Linked DNA regions of Canis lupus: region 1 is linked to region 2. The links are chromatin contacts, called in public Hi-C maps. All regions are on one chromosome and are shown on one strand. The core of a region is the stretch at or near the end of the contact, and the rest is flanking DNA. Distances in the headings are between cores, read along the strand shown.

What was found. A called contact is a pair of places that touch in the nucleus more often than the background predicts.
Region 1: a contact with region 2 is called in a Hi-C map of skin fibroblasts, with 3 times the contacts expected there. The contact joins two enhancer-like sites. A contact is called at or near these places in 5 of 9 Hi-C or Micro-C datasets (amygdala, blood, liver and 1 more).

What each region holds. Positions count from the first base shown.
Region 1 is chr12:66,382,386-66,388,459 of UU_Cfam_GSD_1.0, reverse strand. All of the region lies in intron 1 of SESN1 (sestrin-1), which reads left to right. Among named protein-coding and RNA genes, the nearest start is that of SESN1, 24 kb to the left of the region's middle. Within about 2 kb of position 4,414, at least 5 of the 20 cell types and tissues checked have an H3K27ac peak or open chromatin away from gene starts, as enhancers often do.
Region 2 is chr12:66,228,879-66,235,182 of UU_Cfam_GSD_1.0, reverse strand. It overlaps ARMC2 (armadillo repeat-containing protein 2), which reads right to left. Exons shown (of 18, transcript XM_038554882.1): 8 at 5,054-5,229; 9 at 183-285. Among named protein-coding and RNA genes, the nearest start is that of ARMC2, 51 kb to the right of the region's middle. Within about 2 kb of position 4,597, at least 2 of the 20 cell types and tissues checked have an H3K27ac peak or open chromatin away from gene starts, as enhancers often do.

The DNA.
Region 1 (6,074 bases), core at 3,165-5,664, 150 kb before region 2:
CTAGACCAGTGGTAGCATATACAAACAGATGTCCAAATAAATATTTGTTGAATGAATGAACAAAGGTTAGCTATTATCATTATCTGACAACTTCTATCTACTCTCCCTCCCATTTGCCTGGACCAACTGCAGCTTCTTTTTAAGTGATGTGGGTAGGCCAGAAAGAAAAGTCTCCTAACAGGCTTACCTGAAATCACCACTTAAATAGATGCAAGCCTCAAGAGGCAAGGGTTGGGAGTAGTTACCGGAACCCTGTGAGTTACAGCTATAGAAGAAGGCTGTCTGCCTAACAGGGTCTATGGCCTTCAGTAGAGGAATATTATACTCACCACTAGCCCACAGCCTGGCAGGGGGAAAATGGGGTAATGAATATCCTGACCTTCTTCCTCCTGCCCTTCAATTTGTTAGTGTCTCCCATTGGAAGAACCTAATTATAAGCAGGATGGCAAGGGAACCCCAATGATATAATCCCTAGGGGTGAGCATTCTGAAGCACACAATGAGGTAGAATCGGTCAGAGGATCTGGAGAGACAAAATATCTAGCATACCTATATTTAGGAAGACATCTTAATGGATCGGGGTTGTAAAAAGAGTAGTTCTTTGGTGGTAATCTGGTAGAAGAAAGCTACAAAATAAACTGCTCTGGTGAGTAGTCAAGATGAGAGCAGTTATGGGGGGAGGGAATTTTTTGTGACTTAGGTACTGAGAAACAAGGGAAGAGAGAGTCTAGAGAGAGGGAGGAAAAAGATAAGGATATAGCCATTGGAATGACAATCTGCCAATGAAATGGATCCCTTTGAAGTATTTACATTAGTTCTTGTGTTCTTTGAATTTGGAGGACAATCATATTGCATCCATTTTTAGAGGATTTACTCTATACATACTGTAGTTTGTTTTACTTCCAAAATGTTTGTAAACTTCTACACTCAGTGGCTACGTATTAGTCATGCTTTAGGCAATGATGGTGAAGTGGGCATTGTGCAAGGAGAGTGCCATGAGAGCCCAGGGAGATGAGTTGGGTTACAGTGCGGAAGAGCCCACAGTTAAGGTGAAACTGTCCCTTTATGCCCAGGTAGACTCGATCTCTGTGGATGAGAGGGGAATTTGTGATGAATGGGGAGACATTGAGGTTCAAGTTATTTTGTTGAAGAATAAGGCTGAACAGTGGGACATCCAGATTGTAGGCTTCTGGGTTTATATGATCTTTTATTCATCAGAAAAGCAACTAAATTAAGTGTTATTGGAATGAAGGGTTAAAAAGAATGAATTTTTTAAAACTAAGGAAACATAATGATGTTAATATTGCAATTGAAAGAAATAGGTATGCTAGATATAGTAAAGCTTCCTTGCTGAAAATTTTATAAACTGGGTGGAAAGGTAATCAGATTAGAATATGTAACAGAAGGGGTCCCTGGCTGGCTCGGTTGGAAGAGCAGGCCACTCTTGATCCTCAGGGTCATGAGTTCAAGCCCCATGTTGGATATAGAGGTTACTTAAATAAATAAATAAAACCTTAAAAAAATAAAAGAAGATGTAACGGAAAACTCACCAGATACAGAGTGAATCAGCAAAGGTACGCCAGAGAAATGCAAAGGGAAAGCAGTAGTGGTCATTGTATTAATCTCAAAAGGATCTCAGGATTCAAGAATTTGTTAAATGTCATGACAGTGAGTTTCCAGTAAAGATGTGCAATTCCTCAGCAGTCGTCCCCCAAACTTTCTCTTGATTGCCATCATCTCCTTCATGAACGTTTCCATATCACCTTCATCCCCTCCCTTTGCATCATTGGAGTATGCAGTCATTGAACTGCATACTGGGTAAGGCCCAAGGGGAATTTGGGGCACATTGTTGGTCTGTTACTTCCTGCAGCCTTCTGGCCTTCCACCACCTCAGGTTTTCTCTTTTCTACATTCTCTGCCTTACTTTCTCCCACCCTACCCCCAACCCCTACAGCTCCTGCAGCCTGTTTCTTTTTAAACAATTACTCTTGAGCCTATCCTGGCAGTTGTTTTCTCTATCTCACATAAATGCATATGCATTTCCACCGCAGCTGACAGACATATTCCTGTCCCCCCATCTTCAGGCCAGAAGCCCACTCAACCTCTAAGGGCAGTGGGGAACTGGGACAGTGACCAAGCGCCTAAGGGCAGCTTCTCTCTGGTGGAAGGTTTTATTGCCCATTCACTGAGCACAATTTCAGATGTCTTTTTTTTCCCCTGAGGCCAACCATGAAGTACATTTCAGAGTTTACAGAGGGGGGGGGGGGAGATCTCTAGAGCAATTGTATATTTACTTTCATGTTTTAAATTAATGTTGCAATATGGCTATTGTTCTGTGTCTCTGTCACACACACACACACACACACAGCTTTAAAATTCTTTTATATGACTGCCAGTGGTGTTTTAGGCAAGGACAAAATTCTGTACATGGCCTCACTTAATTTATCATTGAAACTGGGACATTTGTTATGAGAAGATGGGTTATGATGCCAGGTCAACAAGAGTTAGCCAGAATGAATAGTCACCCTTCCTCTAAGGCCCTGCATGGTCTGGCTGCCAGTGACCTCTGACCTGACATCTTGCAATGTACTCTTCCTTGTACTCTTCCCAAATGGTCCAGGGTCACAGGCCAGCTGCAGTTCCTTTTTCCAGTGTACTGTGCTTCAGAGTGCTTACTGTTCACTAGAAAGTCTCTCTACCTGCTTTTCCCTCCCCCTGGAAAGAGCTTCTCGTCTCTCTGTTTCACTTAATAAACTCCTCCTACTCATCTTTGAAATCTCACTCAGTTGTAACTTCCTCAGGTAAGCAGCCTCAGACCTTCCTGACTAGATCCATTCTCTCTACTCTTCAAAGCACCATACTTTCATCACTTTTGGTTCTTGGATCAATGTCTGTCTTCCACTAAAGTAAAGCTTCAGGTAGGTAGAGACCATGCCAGGCTTTCTCATCATTTATTTCTCCATCAATCAGGAGGCACCTAGTAAAAACTAAAAAATAGATTGATTAATTTAAAAGTGGAAAGTGAAGATCAAGTTTACTGCAGAATATTTAGGCGAAATCAATTCTCATATGTTCCATTTAGTTTTTGTTTAAATAAATTTATATTTATAACTGAAAGTTTAAAATTTAAAAATTTTTCCACTTTTATATGTTATAAAGTTCCAAAGTCACTAAATTTGTTGAAAAAAAAGTTTTTTGGTCAAGCCTCTTTTTTTCTTTATATAACAAGCCTTTCAATTATTTAAGTCCAATATGTGGAATCAGATGTGGTTCACAAGTATCTATATTAGTTCAATGTGTTTTTTTCCTAAGAGAGCTTTAATTTGGAAAAGACTTGCTGCTTTTAGATTATGTGCATTTGAAAATCAGGTGTACATTTGAGTTATAAATAATATGTGTAAAGTATTTCCAAAAGTTGAATGCATTTTTAAACAAAATGTTAACTTTCTGAGTAGCAATTTTAATTATAAATTAAATCAAGCCTCATACACATTTATTGAATTAACCACTTATTATATGTATTTGATTTTGAAGTCATTCTATTCTGATGAAAAGATTGGGAGGGAAGGTTAGAGTGTAGTATATACTTGCCCTCCTGAGACACTGAAAAAGGAAAGGAAAAACCTATGATTATTCCTGATTTTCTTGGTCACTTGTCTTAGGGGACAGATCGCTATCTTCCAGTAACAAATTTTTCAGAGACTTACTAGTGGCTCAATGACATAATCAGTACAGATCTCATTTAGTTAAAGGAGAATGGAGCATCCTACAGATGCTGTACTCATTTTAGTCATTAATGGCCTGCTTTTTGTGACCCAAAAAGCAGGGAGGGAGAGAATTGTCTTTGCCTTTAAGGGATTTTCCCCTTAAAAGAGATTAGTTCACTGTCATTAATATTTATTTTCACATGATGCTTTTCTAAAATCTTTATAAAATTCCACTGTACTGAATGAACTAATCCATAGAAAGGGTAGAATGTATCTTTTTCCATTGGAAAATGACTTAGCATTTGGAAATTGTCAAGTTTTATAAACAGATTCCTTAAACAAAAGGTGTAATTGCTTTCCTCTGGATCAGGAATGCATACGTGAAGTGTTAGTTTAAAAATGCTGTTACAACATTTCTTCTAATACGTATCTTAAAAGTCCCCTGTTAAGTGTTTTAGAATATATTTCAGGAAAACAATGATTTAAGATTTGTTAATGTTTTATTTAGAGCCTGGCTTTCTCCACAGATTAGATGCTTACTCCTAAATATAAATGTGTATGCATGTTGTCATTATTGTTTATGAGTGCACAGTGCTCTCAATAGAGGCCTAGCTCTGGTGTTTTTAGGCTGAGAACTAAGGGGGTGACTTGTATAAAACCAAAGTAGGTCAAAGAGTACCATGGTGTAGCAAAGGGGAAGTCCCTGAGTTGACTCACATTGTCCTGCCTCTGGTGGAGTTCACTTTCATTGTTATGGTCTAGGCCTGTCTTCCTGTGAATAGAAGACACACTCAAATTACAGAAAAATCTCAGGAATATTATCATAAGTAACTTTTTAGAACAATATGTTATTGTCAGTTATTGGGAGGGTTGGTGGGGCAGTGAAAGGGAGATAAAAATTAGAACTGAAGTTAATCCTAAATTCCACAGATCAAAAGCAAAATAATGCATAAATACGACAGCTTCTCTAAGTATAAAGAGTGCTGTGTGGGTCTCTGTGAGATGGGAACTAGTATTTTAAATTTTGCCTGCCTGTTCTCCTTTTATATGTTGTAGTTATTGTGGAGGTGACCATGTTTTAGAATCAAAGAGATATTCTAGGCTTATTAATCCATGTCATATTAGTTCTGAACATGTGCAATTGAGTAAACTTTAAAAGCAAATCTGATCATTGGAATAACAACTCTCACATTTCTGCAGAACACCATTTTGTGCCTGGTTGACTATAACTAAACTACCATTAGAATCTAGGAGTATGTTCCAGCTGCTTTCAGAGATCCTAGAATTTTCTTACATCTTGAAGTTAAACTGCAGTTTTTCTAAAATTACATTTTAAGAAACAGCTTCCTTGGATTGGCTAAATGTTAAGGTGTTATCTACAAATTTTATATATTTGAAGTTATATAAATTCTAGAAAACCCTATCTTAATATTTCCTCAAATATAGTGTGCCTGGTATCGTGGATCACATTATCTCTTAAAGCAGAAGGTTTACTTTCTGGCTAAATTTACTTTCATTGGTCCTCCCCCTCCTTACCTTTTTCTAAGGGCAAGAGACCCATAAGAAAACTAAGCCTTTGAGAGCTCAGTCGCTGAAGTTACTTTCTATTCTTATATTTGCCAAGAGTTGCTGACAACTTAAAAGCTATCATATGAGTGAATACCAGTTACCCAGATTGTTTGATGATTTTGGACAAACGTAGATCAGGATTTCCTGTAATTTTTCTTCCTCTTCTGGGGCTGTGTTGCCTCTATCTCTGAGCAATTGTACACTTGGAATGAAAAAACAAAGCAAGGTCACTGGATCTAAATTACTTTTACCTCTCTGCCAAATGAAACTTTCCTTCTGTTATACGTTACAGTTCTGGCATCTTTTGGCATCTAGAGAGAGATTTGCAGTTAAGAGGGGGGATGTGGGGATTATAGGAGACATTTTTTTGGAACTGAAGCTTACTTTTTCTGTATTTCATTCAGGGTAGAGACAGCCAGTTTCTGCTCTTTGGCTGAAACATGTTCCAAGAATCTATATGATAAAGCAGAGTATCATCAAGATACCTATTTCCCTGTAGATTATATAATGCAGTTCACAGTCCATTCCTGACTTCTCTGTTTTATAGTATAGCCAAATACATTTTTTAAAGATTTTTTTATTATTATTATTTATTCATAAGAGACCGAGAGAGAGGCAGAGACACCACCAGCAGAGGGAGAAGCAGGCTCCATGCAGGGAGCCTGACGTGGGACTCAATCCCAGGTCTCCAGGATCAGGCCCTGGGCTGAAGGCAGCACTAAACCACTGAGCCACCGGAGCTGCCCCAAATGCATTTTTTTAAAAGGGTACTCAAAGGGAGTCATCTTTTAAAAAGTAG
Region 2 (6,304 bases), core at 3,348-5,847:
ACATTAAGCAGAATGCGGAAAACACAGAGAAGGACAGAGCAAAACTAGGCATCACATAACTTTTCTGGATATTACTAGAAAATAAAATATTCTGGCTACCATCAATGATAACTTTGCTCCCCAATTTCTCACTTGTACTCAAGGGCAACACTGGCTCAGGGGTAGCACCGAATGATACTTACCCAGAATGCTGTCATTTTCAATCAGAGAGTCATTCTTCTCACTCCTGCTAATTTTAAATATAAGTTTGCAGACATTAAGAAGATTCTTTCTACTCACTTTAAGCTGCAGAGAAAGAAAACACTTACGTTTTTATTGCAGAGGGAATTAGAGATGCACCATCATTTTTTAACACAAACATCTATTTTTAAAGTGCTGCAAGGGTATATTTTTAAAACATAAAGAACAATTCTAAATTTAGGCTACATATTTACCAACTATAGTATTTAATTACCTCACTTATGGTAAATATGATATAAATGATCCTTAGGGTAAGCATGCTCTACTGATAAGTATTTACTTCTTTATAAAGTCTCATCCTTATACAATGAGATTATTAGTTACTTTTTAAAGAGTATATGAGGATAAAAGGGGGAAGGATGTTGATCAATTTAATTAAATGGAGTAATTGCTTTAATATACAAGAGTAAAGGAAGATGGATAACAAAAAAATTCAGATTAGATTAATTTAGAAAAGAATACCTAGTAGGGGTGAAGGAAAGATAAGAAAGGAGGAAGGTATGATTCTCTATTGTTTGTATAAAAGAAAACAAAAAAGTAATATTCTTGGGTTAGATAACACATATATATTTATTTTAGATGCTCTATTTGGAATGCTTTTAGATAATAGCAAGTAGTGTTCAAAACTTAAAATTACCTTCTAAATCATACAAAAATATTCAAGTAAATTAAACACAGGGGCAATAAGAAACTATACTTAAAAAAAAAGAAAGCACAGTAGAGGACGACTAACTACATCAAGTAGTCTCAATTAGCTGTATATTTGTCTAAAGTAGTAAAAATTAAAAATAAAAATATCCTAAGTGTCCTATATTAGGGAATAATTTAATAAATTATGGAACAATACCATTCATATTAAGGAGTCACAGAAAGGGTAACTGTGAATATCATGTTTAAAAAGAAGACATTTATAACTTACTGTTAGATGGGAATATTATATGCCCCCATTGCAAGAATGTAAAATATATTTGTAGGAATGAGGTCATTTGAGCAAACACATACATCTGTGTGATAAAGGATGGCGTATGGGTCATTATTTTATCATTAAAAAGTATCTTTAAAATTACCTTCAATATTGTTTATTAATGACTTTCCAGTTAGTTGAAAAAAAAGATAATGGAATCTATCAGACATGTTTTTAAAGATTCATTCTGTGTTCGATCCACCAATATTAATGAACTCCTACTGTGTACCAGGCACAGTGCTGTTCACTGTAGGAGACATGAGGATCAGCATGAACAGCCTCATGTCTGAGGGGCAGAGGGAGGGAAGCATTATTCACAGAGCAGCGCAGCATCCCTCTGCCTCCCTGCTCAGGGCCCTCTCCAGGTTATCTCAGAGGGACCTTATAACTTAGGAACTGTCATTTCCATTTTGCACCTGGGGAGTCTCTGTGAGTATTAAAAATGCAGATCCTGGGCTGCCAGGCTGGCTCTGTTGCATCAGAATCTGCTTTTTTTTTTTTTTTTTTTAAGATTGTATTTATTTATTCATGAGAGACACAGAGAGAGGCAGAGACATAGGTAGAGGGAGATGCAGGCTCCCTGCAGGGAGCCCGATATGGAACTCCATCCTAGGACCCCAGGGATCACACCCTGAGCCAAAGACAGCGGCTCAACCACTGAGCCACCCAGGTGCCCCCAGAATCTGCATTTGAACAAGCTCCCCAGAGATCCAGTGCACGTGCAAGTCTGAGAAGCTCTGTTGTGGAAGCATCAGAAACTGTTCTATGAGGCAGGATGGTGATTCCTTCTGTTTTCAGAAGGGAAAAGGATATGAGAAAAAAATGTAATGTTCAGGTATTCAAAAAAATTATTTAAAAACCCAGTAAATAAGCTGACTAAAGACAATAGAAATAAATTCTACATCAATGGAAATTCATATTGTCCTTAATACTTGGGAATATATTTTAATTAGTTAACTATCTTCCACTACATCATGAGCCTTTGGGGGGGGGGGCGCTACATGATATGTAGCATGAGTTACATATATACTTAATAAAATGAGTTGAAGAAATAAATGAATACAACTAACCTCACCGCCCCCCCCAAGTCTTCCGTTTTTAGTGAAAAGTGACAAAGGGAAAATAACAACATATATCAGGGTTTCCATTAAAAATCAGACAAACAAAAAAACGATCATTTCCAAGCCTGCTGCAAGGTCAGTTTACATCCAAAGCACATTCCTATACCTTCTCTTTTGGTGACTGTAAAACTATGACTGAGATGTGAAAAGATAATAAAATATTAAATCATATGCAAGGAACATAGACTACCTAACATAAAACGGCTCTTTCCGCCCCACGCTGTCCGTTCCCTTTCCTGTGCGTTCCACTGTGCCCTCAGTACTCAGCCTCCCCTCGGGTGTTCTGTTGATCAGAGTCTCTCCTGCTACATGCCAGCTGGGGAGGCAGGGACAATTTTATTCCCTGTATTCCAATGTCAGGAGTCCCTGGCACAAAGTAAGCTCTTGCAGTGGGATGGTTTATTTCTTACCTTAAAAATAGCAGTCTTTTCTATTTGAAGCAAACTTGGAAAATTAAAGAGAAGTTTTAAAACACTTATAATACTATTACTATATATAATCACTGTTGACAGACTGTTGGGTTGTTTTTATTTTTTCACCCTCTGTATAGGGAATTAGATTTTTTTTTTTGGCCTCCTGAATATAGTTGCATTCATAGTATATATGTTTGTACTCAAAAAATTCTTAATATAGACTGGTACATGTTTGTAAGATCTTTTGATACAAAGGTTAAAATTAAATGGCTGTCTGGCAAAACCTCTAACTTACTTAACCAAAAAAAAAAAAAAAAAAGGAAGAAGTCAGAACAATTGACATGATGTTCACTGAATATGTTTAACTATAAATAATTGTAAATGTAAGGCTAAATTGGTAGGTAAAATATTGGCAGAAATTAGAGAAGATATTAAAAACATCTTAGTTCCATATATCTTTTTTTTTTTTTTTGCTGATTTTTTTTTCCTTTGACAGTTTTTATGATGTGGTCTTTTTAAAACTTACATAGAATTCCATCACCAAGCCCTGTGCAAAACAAGGTCTTGCTTGGAACATTAGGGCAGATTCAGGTAGCAGATGGGAAGTCGGGCTTGATGGCCTTGAAGGTCCCTCCCGACCTGGTTCTGTAGTTCATCAGAAGGAACAGCCTGCCCATCTCTGCACTGGGAGGGCAGCCTAGCACAATCACCCCTGATTCATTCAGCAAGGCAGTCAAGGTCCCACAGAGAGCTTTATCTAATCAAATTTCGTTCAGAATGCCATCACCGCCTGGCACATCACTTAGCCTTTTACCCTAAAATAGTTCAACTGTGTCATTCATAGAATTAATTTGAATGGCACCCTTAATAACCAAAATAATATTTTCTCTGCAAAGCATTGATGAATTCATGGCATTTTCTTCCTTTCTCTCTCTCTCTCTCATTTATCTATTTTTTTTGGCTTGGTATGGAGCAAAATGTCTAGGATCCAGATGAACAACCAAAGGTCGCGTTGATCCCTCAGTAACCGGCAGCGTGGGTCTACCCAGGGCAGCTACCCTGGTGGAAACTTCCAGCCTTACACAGGGGCTCTCCTGGGCCCAGGGGGCACCCCAAATCCAAGGCCAGAGAGGAAATGGGGTGAGCACGCTGGTATCTTTTCATCTCTACCTACCACTTTTTTTTTCAAGCTTTTATTTAAATTCTCGTTAGTTAACATACAGTCTACCTACAACTTTAAATTCCATTGTTTCTGTGGCTCATGCTCTTTTTTGTTTCATTAAAGCTGATTAATTAATCACTTGCCCTCAATGAGGGGAGTAAAAGGCTACCGAAATCACCATTTCAAAGAAATGTTACTTTCAGAGTCAAATATCATATCAAAGCTTCTTAAAAGAGGGTGAATCGTTTGTGAGGACAGCTATATAAGAATGTAGCTTCTCCAAAAGCATCGCAAAGACTATTGTAGTCAGAATATTCGGGAAACACATCAAAATCAGGAACCGTGGGCATTCTCACGAAACTCTCAGTAAGTATGCCAATGCTCACCTTCACTGTGTACTTTCAGACTTTAAATTGTATGAATTATGGGTGTTAACATAATAGCTTTTACTTTTATGAGACCAGGTAAACAAAGCTTCATTCATTTGTTTTAGCGGCTCTTTTAGAAGGTCCTATAATAACTGTGTCTTATCTTGTTTCCAACTGCTTATGGCTGGGACAACAAAGTGCTCCCCTCAAACAATGATATCATTTTGTTCGAGACAGAGTTTATTCAGACTTTTATTTGGTGTCTGGCCTTTTCTTCTAACACCTCCCGGGAGCCTTCTGTTACCACCTTCCCATGACCGCATGCAGCTGTTTCTCTGGTTCACACTGGTTCATAAAGCACCTGGCCAGTGTGTCTGTGGCCCACGTTACCCTAAGTTATTTATTAAATCATGTAGCAGAATCCAGCACTCAGCAGAAACCGTAGGGCAGAAACCACAGCTTGCATTCTCTGATACTCATCACCAGTCAGGTTACTTGAAGAACTGTTTTGAATGGATTTGCCTATTGTCACCTTTTGTAAAAACCTAGCTGCGGTCCAAATACAGGAGTTTATTTGAATATTTTCCACGTACTCAGCCTTAGTGCCTTGGATATAGTACTTCCTAGTCAAATTCTGAGATGCCAATTTATTAACCTGAATTTTTTTTCAAGACTCTAAACGCACACACCACATTTCTAATGTTCTTTGTAATATTTACAAATAAAGTGTTAAATAAAACTTTCATGTGCTACAGTCTACTAGACCAGAGGAAAGAAAAACTTACTGCTAGAATAATTTTTGCAAGTTTAAGGCTGAGCACGTCTGAACCAATATCAACTAGTTTATATAGGGTCTTCAGGAGAATACTTCTTCTCTTAAATTTATTTCCAAGCATGTTTCCTTCCTCTAAAGCGTGATGAAGTTGTGTGCAAGCAGCACAAATCGTTTCAATGTTTTCTTCTGTCAGAGCAAAGAGAGTAAAGCAGCACTTACTAATTAAGGTCAAGCTTTCAAGGGTGTCAAACACAGTGTAAGTAAAACCCCATAATTATTTCCCCGAACATCTTCAAATTCCTGAATGATGCTTTTTCCCTTCTCTTGTAATTTCCATCTACCTGATTTTTTTTTTTTTTTTTTTTTTTTAATTTTTATTTATTTATGATAGTCACATAGAGAGAGAGAGAGAGAGGCAGAGACATAGGCAGAGGGAGAAGCAGGCTCCATGCACCGGGAGCCTGACGTGGGATTCGATCCGAGGTCTCCAGGATCGCGCCCTGGGCCAAAGGCAGGCGCCAAACCGCTGCGCCACCCAGGGATCCCCTGATTTTTTTTTCACCTCGTTGACCCACCTCCTACCATGTTGACTTATTTACTAATCAGTCAGCTTATCTAGAACACACAGTCTTTCAAAGAGCCTATTGAAGAATGGAATGGCACCTATTCCAGTTGGTTCGCTGTATTCCAAATGCCTCCACCTCATGGTGCTCGGCTCAGTCTCAGGGAAGCACAACACTGTGTCTCCACCTCCAACCCTTTGGGGGCATAGTTCCACTGGCCTAGAATGTTCTCCTCACCTTCATCCCTACTGATTTTGGTCCATCAAAGCTCTGTTTACATTCTGGCTCCTCCAGAAAAGACGTACCGTTCCACATTCCACAAACATTACTTGGCACTCTGTCATTTTTCACATACATATATATGTATGTTCTGTTATATGAGCAGTGCCCTCAGATAGATGTCACACTAAGTGCAGAGGAGTCATGTCTTTGCATCTTTGGATCAACAGAGCATGGTACAGTGAGAAGCCTGGACTGACGATCTATAACATGGTCTAATATATACTCATTTTCTAATATATCTGCAGATGAAAACGGTGATCAATATTTTTTTTTGAGAGAACAATGCTCATTACCTGAGGAAAGAAGGTCCAAAGGGAATAAAAATCTCAAAATGCCACCTTATCCACTATTATTTGCAGGTGGTTATTACAAGACAGGAGGATAAAATGAAGACTTTAGTTGGGAAATAGGAGAAA